Regions from separate parts of the Callithrix jacchus genome. Here region 2 is linked to region 1. A link is a contact called in public Hi-C data. All regions are on one chromosome and are shown on one strand. Each heading gives the region's core, a stretch centred on a gene start, on an enhancer-like site or on the middle of the called end of the contact. The rest is flanking DNA. Distances are from core to core; before and after follow the strand shown. Region 1 has its middle 29 kb from the start of TRIM29. Region 2 overlaps POU2F3 (POU class 2 homeobox 3).

Evidence for each region. A called contact is a pair of places that touch in the nucleus more often than the background predicts.
Region 2: a Hi-C map of skeletal muscle shows a contact between it and region 1, with 8 times the contacts expected there. The contact joins two enhancer-like sites. A contact is called at or near these places in 3 of 3 Hi-C or Micro-C datasets (induced pluripotent stem cells and skeletal muscle).

Annotation. Positions count from the first base shown.
Region 1 is chr10:19,813,644-19,818,465 of calJac240_pri, reverse strand. It overlaps the pseudogene LOC128929057. Among named protein-coding and RNA genes, the nearest start is that of TRIM29, 29 kb to the right of the region's middle. Within about 2 kb of position 2,480, at least 4 of the 16 cell types and tissues checked have an H3K27ac peak or open chromatin away from gene starts, as enhancers often do.
Region 2 is chr10:19,947,631-19,952,327 of calJac240_pri, reverse strand. POU2F3 (POU class 2 homeobox 3) reads right to left here. Exons shown (of 13, transcript XM_017977610.5): 5 at 4,441-4,543; 6 at 1,844-1,926. Among named protein-coding and RNA genes, the nearest start is that of TLCD5, 24 kb to the left of the region's middle. Within about 2 kb of position 2,162, at least 3 of the 16 cell types and tissues checked have an H3K27ac peak or open chromatin away from gene starts, as enhancers often do.

The DNA.
Region 1 (4,822 bases), core at 1,231-3,730:
TTTATGTCATCTGAACCCATAAAACCAACGCATCTCCAGTGTCTGGTTCTCCAGATGGCCATGGGGGCCTAATCAAAGCCAGGCCCCTGCTGGCCTCATCCTCTCATTCCTCTGTTAATAGCCTTCAGCTATCCCCGCTTTCGGGTCCCCTTAACTCCTTCATCCCCAGCTTCCTCCTCCTCCCCAGGATCTCTGTTCTGAGCCCTTTCAATGCCCTGGACTAGGTCCACACAGAGGAGGCCACCCCAGTCAATTTCTTGGGAGAATCGCTAGATTGTGATCAGGAAGCCTGCGGCCACCACTGACTTGCTCTGTGGCTTTGGGACAGTCATTTGACCTAGCCCCCGTTTCCCTATTTTTGGCAAGCAACATTTTTATTGCAATAAAGAGTTTGCAAGATGTTTTTCACCTACATGGTCTCATTGGAACTTCCAAAAGGAGGTAATTAACCCCCTTCTAATGACCCTCACAGGGGAACACTCACGGCAGCATGGGCTGCGGAGAAGAGGAAGCAGCACAGATGTCCACAGTTACCAAGCCAGGCTGGGGAGGGGCCCCGCGCGGGTGGCAAGAGCCCCTCTCTCCAGGCAGGTCAATGCCCCCGCATGGGAGGGCGTGGGATCTCCCCACAGCTATGTCGCCGTGAATATCATGAACTGAGGCGCTGGCTGAGACTCCTGACAACAGTGTGGGGCAACTATGGATAGGCAGAGAGGACGCCACGTGGAAAGCGGCACTTTTGTTCCAAGCCACTCCGCTGACCCCAACAAGGCAGGGGGTGCAGGTCAGTGACAGCCCTCAGCTTCCCAGAGGAGTCAGAGCCTGTCCCCACTGAAGACAAGACAGGCGCAAACAGGACCCCCAGGAGCAGGAGGGCCTCAGCCAGTAGCCCGGGCCTCGGGTGGCTGGTGAGCAGTGGCGTGGAGACACCCTGTGGTGAGATTGAGGAACCACAGTTCGTGGACAAGCCAAATGAGGGACAGGTCATTAGGAGGGACAAGTTAGCGTTACGTGTTGGGTGAGGGTAAAGTTACTAAGCTGCGCGTGCTGTGCGTCGGGGGAGGCTGGCAACAAGAGCTGACGTTCACTGTGCCTGTAGCAGTGTGCCCTCTAACCCTCACAGCCACCCTATGAGATGGATGCCACCATTCCTTCAATTTTACAGATGAGAAAACTGAGTCAGAGAAATAAAGGAACTGGCCCAAGGTCGCACACTCAGAAGATGGCGGAGCCAGGATTTGAACCCAGGCGATCTGACTCCATAACCCATGCTCACCACCATTGCCCCTGACAGCCTGCATAAAGGATAGGGCAGTTGGGCTAGACAGAAAGTAGTGTAATGGGGTCCACAGAGGGACAGTTGGGGCAGGGAAGGGAGCTCCAGGTTCCGATGAGTAGTTAGGGCTTAGGGAGATGGAGGCAGGTGGTGAGGAAACCCAGTGTGCTGGGGGCTCCTTGGGAGAGGCAGAGAGCCTTGGTCAGAGGGTTGGCTGGAAGTTGTGACCTCTCCACGAGAGCAGAGCGCTATCTGCGGGCAAGGTACGCCGGTGTGCCAAGAATGGGTTGCATCTGTGTGGTCAAGACAGAGCTCCCCGCCCCCCCCCCCCCACGCTCCATCCTCCAGAGGGCCCAGGGGGTTCCGGGGTGTCAGCGCCCCTTCCCCAGCCAGGCCTCTGTTAGGAGCAGCCATTGCCTGTCTTCACTGTGCCGAGGGGGCAGCGTGGTTTCCCGCGAGCCGAGCTGTGAGAAAGCGAGGGAGCTCTGCCTGCGGGTCGCCCAGCGCCCGCGTCCTCCCAGGCACAGGAGCTCGGCACTGCGGACGCCACTTCCACAGGGCGGCCCCTCCGCCTCTCCTAGCCCTTCCGCCTAGGGCTGCTATTGACGGTGGGGCTAGGCCTGACCGTCAGGGCAGACTCTCTGTTCACCAAGCTCTGGGAATCTCCCGAGAAGCTCATCCGATCCAGTCGGCATCCCGGCGCCCGCTGCCTTCCACAGGCTGCACGGTTCTGGGCAGGGGCCCCTCGCGGATCCCAGATCCCTCCCGAGGAAGTAGTAAGCGCCCACCGCAGAGGGCGCCTGCGAGCATTAGATGTGCTCGTCTGCTCATCCCGCAAGTCTTTGCCGAGTGCCCGCTCTGTGCCAGGCAGTGCTTGGTGTGGGGATGGGAAATGAACTAATAAACACGGTGCCGACGCGCAAAGAGGGGAAGTGGCCGGGGCCAGGGCCAGGGCCAGGGAAACGGACCCAGGGCCAGAAACCGGGATTAGCAACGAACAGGGCTCGGCACGGAGCCCGGCACCGAGCACGCCGCCGGCACACGCTCCCTGGGCCTCCCTCTAGAGCCAGAACGGCCCGGTCGGACGGGGATTTCACCGCGGCCCTCTGCCGCTCAAAGGGAGCCCGAGGGTGGACGTAAAGCCCGGGCCAGCGTTGGCCGTGAAACACGCCTTTATGGGGAGCGGAAGCAGCCATCAAAGCCGAGCTAGCCGGGGCAGGCCAGGGAACGCTGAGAGCGCGGGGGCCGCGCGCTTCCCACCGCCCCCACTGCCCGGGCGGCCGCGCCTCTCCGCCTGGCCACACTGGGGCGCGCTCTCGCCCCGCGCCTCAGGCCCCCACCTCCGCGCACCCTCCTCGCCTCACCGCCCCCACCCCGTGCCCGTCCCGCGCCTCGACTGCGCCCCCTCCGCGCCTCAAGCCACCCCCTCCGCGCCTCATGCCCCCACCTCCGCGCCCCAACTGCGCCTCCTCCGCGCCTCACGCCCCCACCTCCGCGCACCCTCCTGGCCTCACCGCCCCCACCCCGTGCCCGTTCCGCGCCTCACGCCCCCACCTCCGCGCCCCAACTGCGCCCCCTCGGCGTCCCTTTGGCGGGTCTTTCGCTCGCATCCTGCGGGCATTCGCGGTGGAGAGAAGGACGACTCCGCTCATGCAGCGCGTCAGCTGGAGCTGGCTCCCTCGGTGCGCTTCCCAGGTGCGCCGGTGCCGCTCGGCTGAGTCGTTCACGACCTAAGCGCTCTCTATGCGCTGGGGTCCCAGGGTGCCGCGACCGGGCCAGACTTTGGAGGGTTTGGACCGTCGACCGTCTCAAGGCCTGGGTCTCTCTCCTGAAGGGACTGAGGTTGGGCAGGGTGTGATGATGGAAGAGGGAATTTATGTTCGGAAAGATCCCTCTGGCTGCTGGGTAGAGGGTGACTTGGGGTGAGCTGGAGTTACTCTACGGAGAGCAGTGGGGAGACTGCTGAGAAGTCCAGGAGGTGATGGTGACAGGGTCACGCAAGTGCAAACTCCAGTGCGTTACACATATATGTGGGACTCGGGCGCTGGTCCAGCCCCTCCTGACTCCCGGAAGCCTCCTCAGGTCATCACTTGATGGACCGAAGACCGTCTTCCTTCTCGGAGGTCCCTTCCCCACCCCAGGTGTTCCCAGCCTGAGGCTCTCACCAGATCTGCCACATCATGGGTAAGCTGTGACCATCACCACCACCACTATGTCCACAGCCAATGTAGAGACGCCAGTCGGGTGCCTGGCTGGACTCCACGTCAGGCCCTCTAAAGGGAGCAGCCCCGAGCGTGTGTATGTGGGGGCTGGGGTCACCGCAATCTGTAGTCCGTTCACTGCTTTCAGACCTCGAAGCTTGCTTCTGTCTGTAGAATCAGAGGCAGTCTGTCTTCGAGGAACTGACTCATGATAAACTTCCAGGAGACTGAAGAAGAAACCATAACGTCAGCGCAGTTTGAAAGGTTCTCGCAGAGCTGTTGTGAGACACCCTTACAAATACTTGGCAGACATGTGCTAGAACGGTGCCCGCACCAAGCGTGTTAGCTGTGACTGTGATGAATGGAAAGGGTCTCCAATATGCGGGTCTGCCAAACATGGTGCTTCTCTGGGATGCTGACTAGGTCTCCAGGCTCCTCAGTGGGCTTGGATTCAGAACAAATGATGGTTCCTCCATCCTTGTAAAGTGTCACCGGAAGTTCTCAGGGAGACCCCATGAAGTCCCCTGTCCTCCAACAGAACATGCCTCCTGGTGCGGGAAGTGTCCCTGTTCGCTGTAGGGCTCTCCTAGAACTGCTGGATCTCATAGAAACATTCCGTCTTTGGCCGGGCGCGGTGGCTCAAGCCTGTAATCCCAGCACTTTGGGAGGCTGAGGCGGGTGGATCACGAGGTCAAGAGATCGAGACCATCCTGGTCAACATGATGAAACCCCGTCTCTACTCAAAATACAAAAAATTAGCTGGGCATGGTGGCGCGTGCCTATAATCCCAGCTACTCGGGAGGCTGAGGCAGGAGAATTGCCTGAACCCAGGAGGCGGAGGTTGCGGTGAGCCGAGATCGCGCTATTGCACTCCAGTCTGGGTAACAAGAGCGAAACTCCGTCTCAAAAAAAAAAAAAAAGAAACATTCCGTCTTTTTCTGGCTTCCTGCCAACCCTCGCTTTTTGATTACCCCAGCTTTTCTCCAAACAGGGCTCAAAGGCTTGGGCTTCTCATTTCCAGCTATGATCACAGACCAGTCCTGCCTCTTTATATACGCCCTTGTCGCTGTGACTAAACTTGGACGATTCCAAATCTTTTCAGCTTCAAACTTACAGTCTCTTGGGCCACCTCTATACCCTTCCTGTGTGGGTTTCACTACCTAGTTTAACTCTCAGAGAATTACCCCAGAGGCTTCCATCTGCCCTGGTTGCTGGCAATAACCTCTGTGCCTATGTGGCCAGCTTCACCATCTGCCATCCTCACCAGTCACTGATAACAACTAGGAGGACTCATATTTGTGCAGTTTACAAAGCATAGATGCTCCTCTGACCTTCAGAACAATAC
Region 2 (4,697 bases), core at 913-3,412, 130 kb before region 1:
GGAATGAAACCAATCTTAAAGACATCTAACATTCTGCAAGGATGGAGTGGAATCCGGGCCTAGGGGTCCAGGCACTGTGTCCAGCCCAGAGGGCTAAATACACCTCTTCTCTCCTACTTAATTTGCTTTCTGTAGATTAGGGTTAACATTACTCCTTCTCTTCTGGGATATCTGGGTTTACCACTCAGACAGGCATCCTTATGATGAAGAAGTTAAAAAGACCAGAGAAAAGTTTAGGAGTCTTTCCCCCAAAGAGGGTTCTTTCAGAATAGCATAGTCTGACACTATCATGAATTTGTCTTGCTTTGCAGGGAGGGGGTATGTGAGGAGGGTGTGCCATAGACCAGACCCTCAGAGCAAAGCCCCAGTTCTCTTTGAACCTTCCTTTTCCTTCCTTTTCATTAAATCATTTGTTTTTTTATTTGACAAATACTTATGGAGTTCTCTGCTAGACCTTCTCCCTCCTCCTTTCACCTCCAATCTACTGCCAAACTGCACGGATTCAACTTCCCAAAACATCTCCTCAATCATCTACCCCTCCCCTGGATAATCTTCATAATTTTCTACGTGGTCTCTCTGCTACCGGTCTCTTAATGCCAAAATATCACAAGAGATGAGAGTTGATCTTGAATATTCTAACATCTCTTCCAGCTGTAACCCATGACTATGAGATTCTGGAGAGGGCTGCCAGGAGCGGGTGAAGAGCAGCTCATGATGCTGGCGTCCCCATTTTAACCACTAGATGGCGTGCTTCCCCTCTAGGTGTTTTTAGTGGCCTCAGAAAAGGCAGGGCTCTTCGTGAGCCACTGGGATCACAGCACAGAGATCTCTGTAGTCATTTCCAACCTTTCTGCCCAACCGTCTGTGCAGAGCCATCTCATGCAGCTGTGCAGGTTATTAACTGTACAGGGGCACCCAGATCAGGGGAGGAATGGCAGCTGAGATACAGCTCTTGCTGCTGTCGCCAAGCTGTGCGCCCTGGCATGAGGCTGCAGCTGGCCAGAAGAGGTGCCTTTTTCCTAATTGGCAGAAAGGTGGTCTGTGGAACCATGGCAGCTCTGCAAACAGCCTCTCTTCCAGACCTCAGCCCATACGTTCCCTCTGCAGGAGGCAATCTGGAATAGTGGCCCAAAGGTGAGAGGCACTGGCTTTGTGGTCTGGGACATTAGGTCTGTGGTATTTTTTTTTTGAGACAGAGTCTTGCTCTGTTGCCCAGGCTGGAGTGCAGTGGCTCAATCTCGGCTCACTGCAATCTCCACCTCCTGGGTTCAAGTGATTCTCCTGCCTCAGCCTCCTGAATAGCTGGGATTACAGGCACATGCCACCATGCCCATCCAATTTTTGTATTTTTAGTAGAGAGGAGGTTTCACCAGTTTGTCAGGCTGGTCTCAAACTCCTGATCTGCCCACCTCAGCCTCCCAAAGTGCTGGGTTTACAGGCGTGAGCCACCGCACCTGGCAGGCCTATGGTACTGTAGTCTCCCCCTTGGGGCCTGAGAGCACCTAGGTAGAATTGGTGGCCATCTTGCTATGCCTGAGAAATTAGCTGAGCCCAGCTCTCAGAGGAGCAATGCTAGGACCTGTGCAGGGCTGGAGTCCAGAGCCTACAGCACGAAGGAGGCTAGCCTGGGAGCTGGAATTTCTGGGTTCTAATTCTGGCCCCACCAGTGACACTTGGTAAATTGTCCCCTCTTGCTATATCTTGGATTTCCTCTGTGCCAACAGGGATAGTTCCCTGCTGTCCCCTCTCCCCAGAGGGGTTAGAGCCCTGTTAAAGGGATAGGGAGGAAACCAGCAAGAGCTGAAGCATTCCTAGAGGAAACAGGAAGAATGGGGTTGTTTACCTGGGACGCCAGGCCGGGCCCAGTCTGTGGGAGGAGGAGACTGCTTTGTTGCTGTGGAAAGGGGAGGAGATTTGGCTGCAGACCTGGGTGAAAGGGAAGGACAAAGGAACAGATGAATAAAATCCAGGCCATTTGAAAGACACGTGCTACCACTTTGGCACCATGATCACTGTTCCCATCCCCTGTCACCTAATCAGGTTCCTCCACCCACCTCAAGCCCCATGGAGAGGCCCCCCAGGCACTGCCAGGCATTGCCACATACAGGTGGAGGCAAAGCCGATACAGGGATAACCAGGCATGTAAACAGCAGTCCCCAAACCAGTCCTTCCTCCTGCCTGCCTGTCTGGAGAGGTGCAGAGGCTAAGGAGGGTCAAGAGGATCTACTCTGGGATCTGATTACCAGAGCTGAAGAAACCCAGGAAGGGAAGGAATGTAGAGTGGCTGCTGAGAATTCAAGCCGGGGCTGAGGATTTCAGCTTTCCCTGCAGAAGAAGTAGCTACGGTGGCTACAGAAGCCCAGCCAAATCTGCCAGGATGCCAGACTAAGCAGATGCAACCATACAGCTCCAAAGGGCAGTGGGCCAAAGTGAGAGGCATGTGACTGACCAGGACATTTTATACTTGGGTGGGAGGGCTGAGAGAGGAGGGAAAGTCAAGGGCCAAGCTTCTGGAAACTGCCTTGGGCGGTATGCATTGTACCTGCTTCTCCCTCCCAGGAAAACTACAAGAGGGCCCTGCCTGGCTGGTGGCTCACTGGAGACCCCTGCTGGGAGAGCAGGAGTGGGGCCATCAAACCACCAAAGCAAACAAGGGCCCAGTCACCCCAATCGCTCATCACTCGACAGCATCTTGGGGTCTCTGTTGTCCCTATGCTGTTCTGGGTCACAATGTACAGCATCTGCTGATGTTGACCTTCACGCTCTTCAGTCTCAAAAAGGCCGTCATTGTACATTTTTAAAATACGTGGGCAGGAAAACACTTATAAGGAATCCTGAGCCGGGAGTTTAGAGGCTTAGGTACTAATGGCAATTCTGGCATTGTGGGTGAAATGGATGCAGCCTTTTCACATGCATTATTTCAAGTGACTCTCAATAATCTCGAGAGAGAGCTTTGCTATCATCTCATTTTTACGGAAGAGGAAACGGAAGCTCACAGAGGTTAGATAACTTCCAAAAACACACAGTTAGTAAGTGACTTTTTAAAAAACCAGTAAATTTTTCTGACTCTAAATTTGGAAGTGTCTTTCTACCACTGCATCGTACACCGACCTAATTGGTTGTATGCCTGGGCCATTTTCATGACACTCACCCGTCTTCTGAAAACAAATTAAACTGTTACCTTCCCTTTTCTATTCCAAGAGCATGATGTGTATTGTTTAACCGAAATAAACACTTAAAAATTCAATAGGGTCTCATTCATCACCATAATATTCTGAGATGCCTTGGAAACTGTAAGAATAGAGACTGTATCTGTGCAGGTGCTAAGGGCAGAAGGTAGACTTGCATTTTGTTCTGATTCTGGATTTATTCTACTTGGGATTTGTACAACAGGACAGAGTTTTTCCTTTCTTCCTCCATCACTTTTTTTTTTTTTTTTTTTTTTTTTTGGAGACTGGCTCTGTCACCCAGGCTGGAGGGCAGTGGCCTGATCTTGACTCACTGCAACTTCTGCCCCCCAGGTTCAAGTGATTCTCTTGCCTCAACCTCCCATGCACCACCACACCCGACTAATTTTTGTATTTTTCGTGGAGACGGAATTTCACCAAGTTGGCCAGGCTGGTCTCGAACTTCTGGCCTCAAGTGATCTGCCCGCCTTGGCCTCCCAAAGTGCTGGGATTACAGGTGTGAGCTACTGCGCCTGGCCTCCTCCATTGCTTTTGACCCTAGTTGGTGGAGATGAGAGTAGGACGGGAAACACTGTCCCACTTGTGTGATGGCCAAGAGTATGGGGTCTCAATTAAACAGTTCTGAAACTTCCCAGTAAGTCACCAGACGCAAAATAGGACTACCTACGGCACAAGGTCAGAAAAATCACTCAGCAGAGCTCCTGGCACATTGTGCTCAAGAAATGCTAGCTATTTATTAATGGTTCAATCTATTTGCTCTTGGCCAGGGAGAAGTTCTCTGGGAATAACTTCCCTGCCAAAGCAAACCTAAACACCCTTTCTACAACCTGTGGGTGGCACTGCTGCTCTATCCAAATAGAATCACAGCCAGGCTTCCAGGCAGGCAGTCTGTCCAGGAGAGATTTCCAAGGAATTGGGACTTATCTGCGCTGCAGGTCCCAGGTGCTTCCCCTCCCTTATACAGCACAGCCCTCCTCCGCGCCTGCACCTTCCGTCTCAACTCACCATGAAATTGAGGAGGTGGGCCAGACCACCCCACAGGAGGCTGGGAAAGGCAAGCAGAAAAGGAGATTAAGTCTGGAGGAGCACTGCCAGGGTTCCTTCCTCAGACCGTGGGGTGGATAAGTAGGTCTTAATACCAGAGGGTAAGTGACGGATGCATGCCCTGCGCTTAGGCCCCTCTCACTCAACAAAAAGCAGCAGCAGCAGCTTGACTAGACTTGGTCTATGTGGAAACCCCCAGGGTTCTTACCTTGCTGCCCAGGTTGGGTCTGAGATATCAGGAACTGGGATACAGACTGTAAGTGGCTGGGAACCAGCACAAGCTGCTGGAGCGGATGGAGGGAAGCCATGTCCTACACATGGAGAGATAAACACACATCACAGAATTTACAAGCTAGGACATCAGCCCCATCTGCCTGCCAGGCATCTGTCCTAGGGGTCTCCAGACCCAGAGAGCTTGCAGGCTGACCTTGTACTCCAGTGTCTAGCAAACAGTAGCTACTCCAT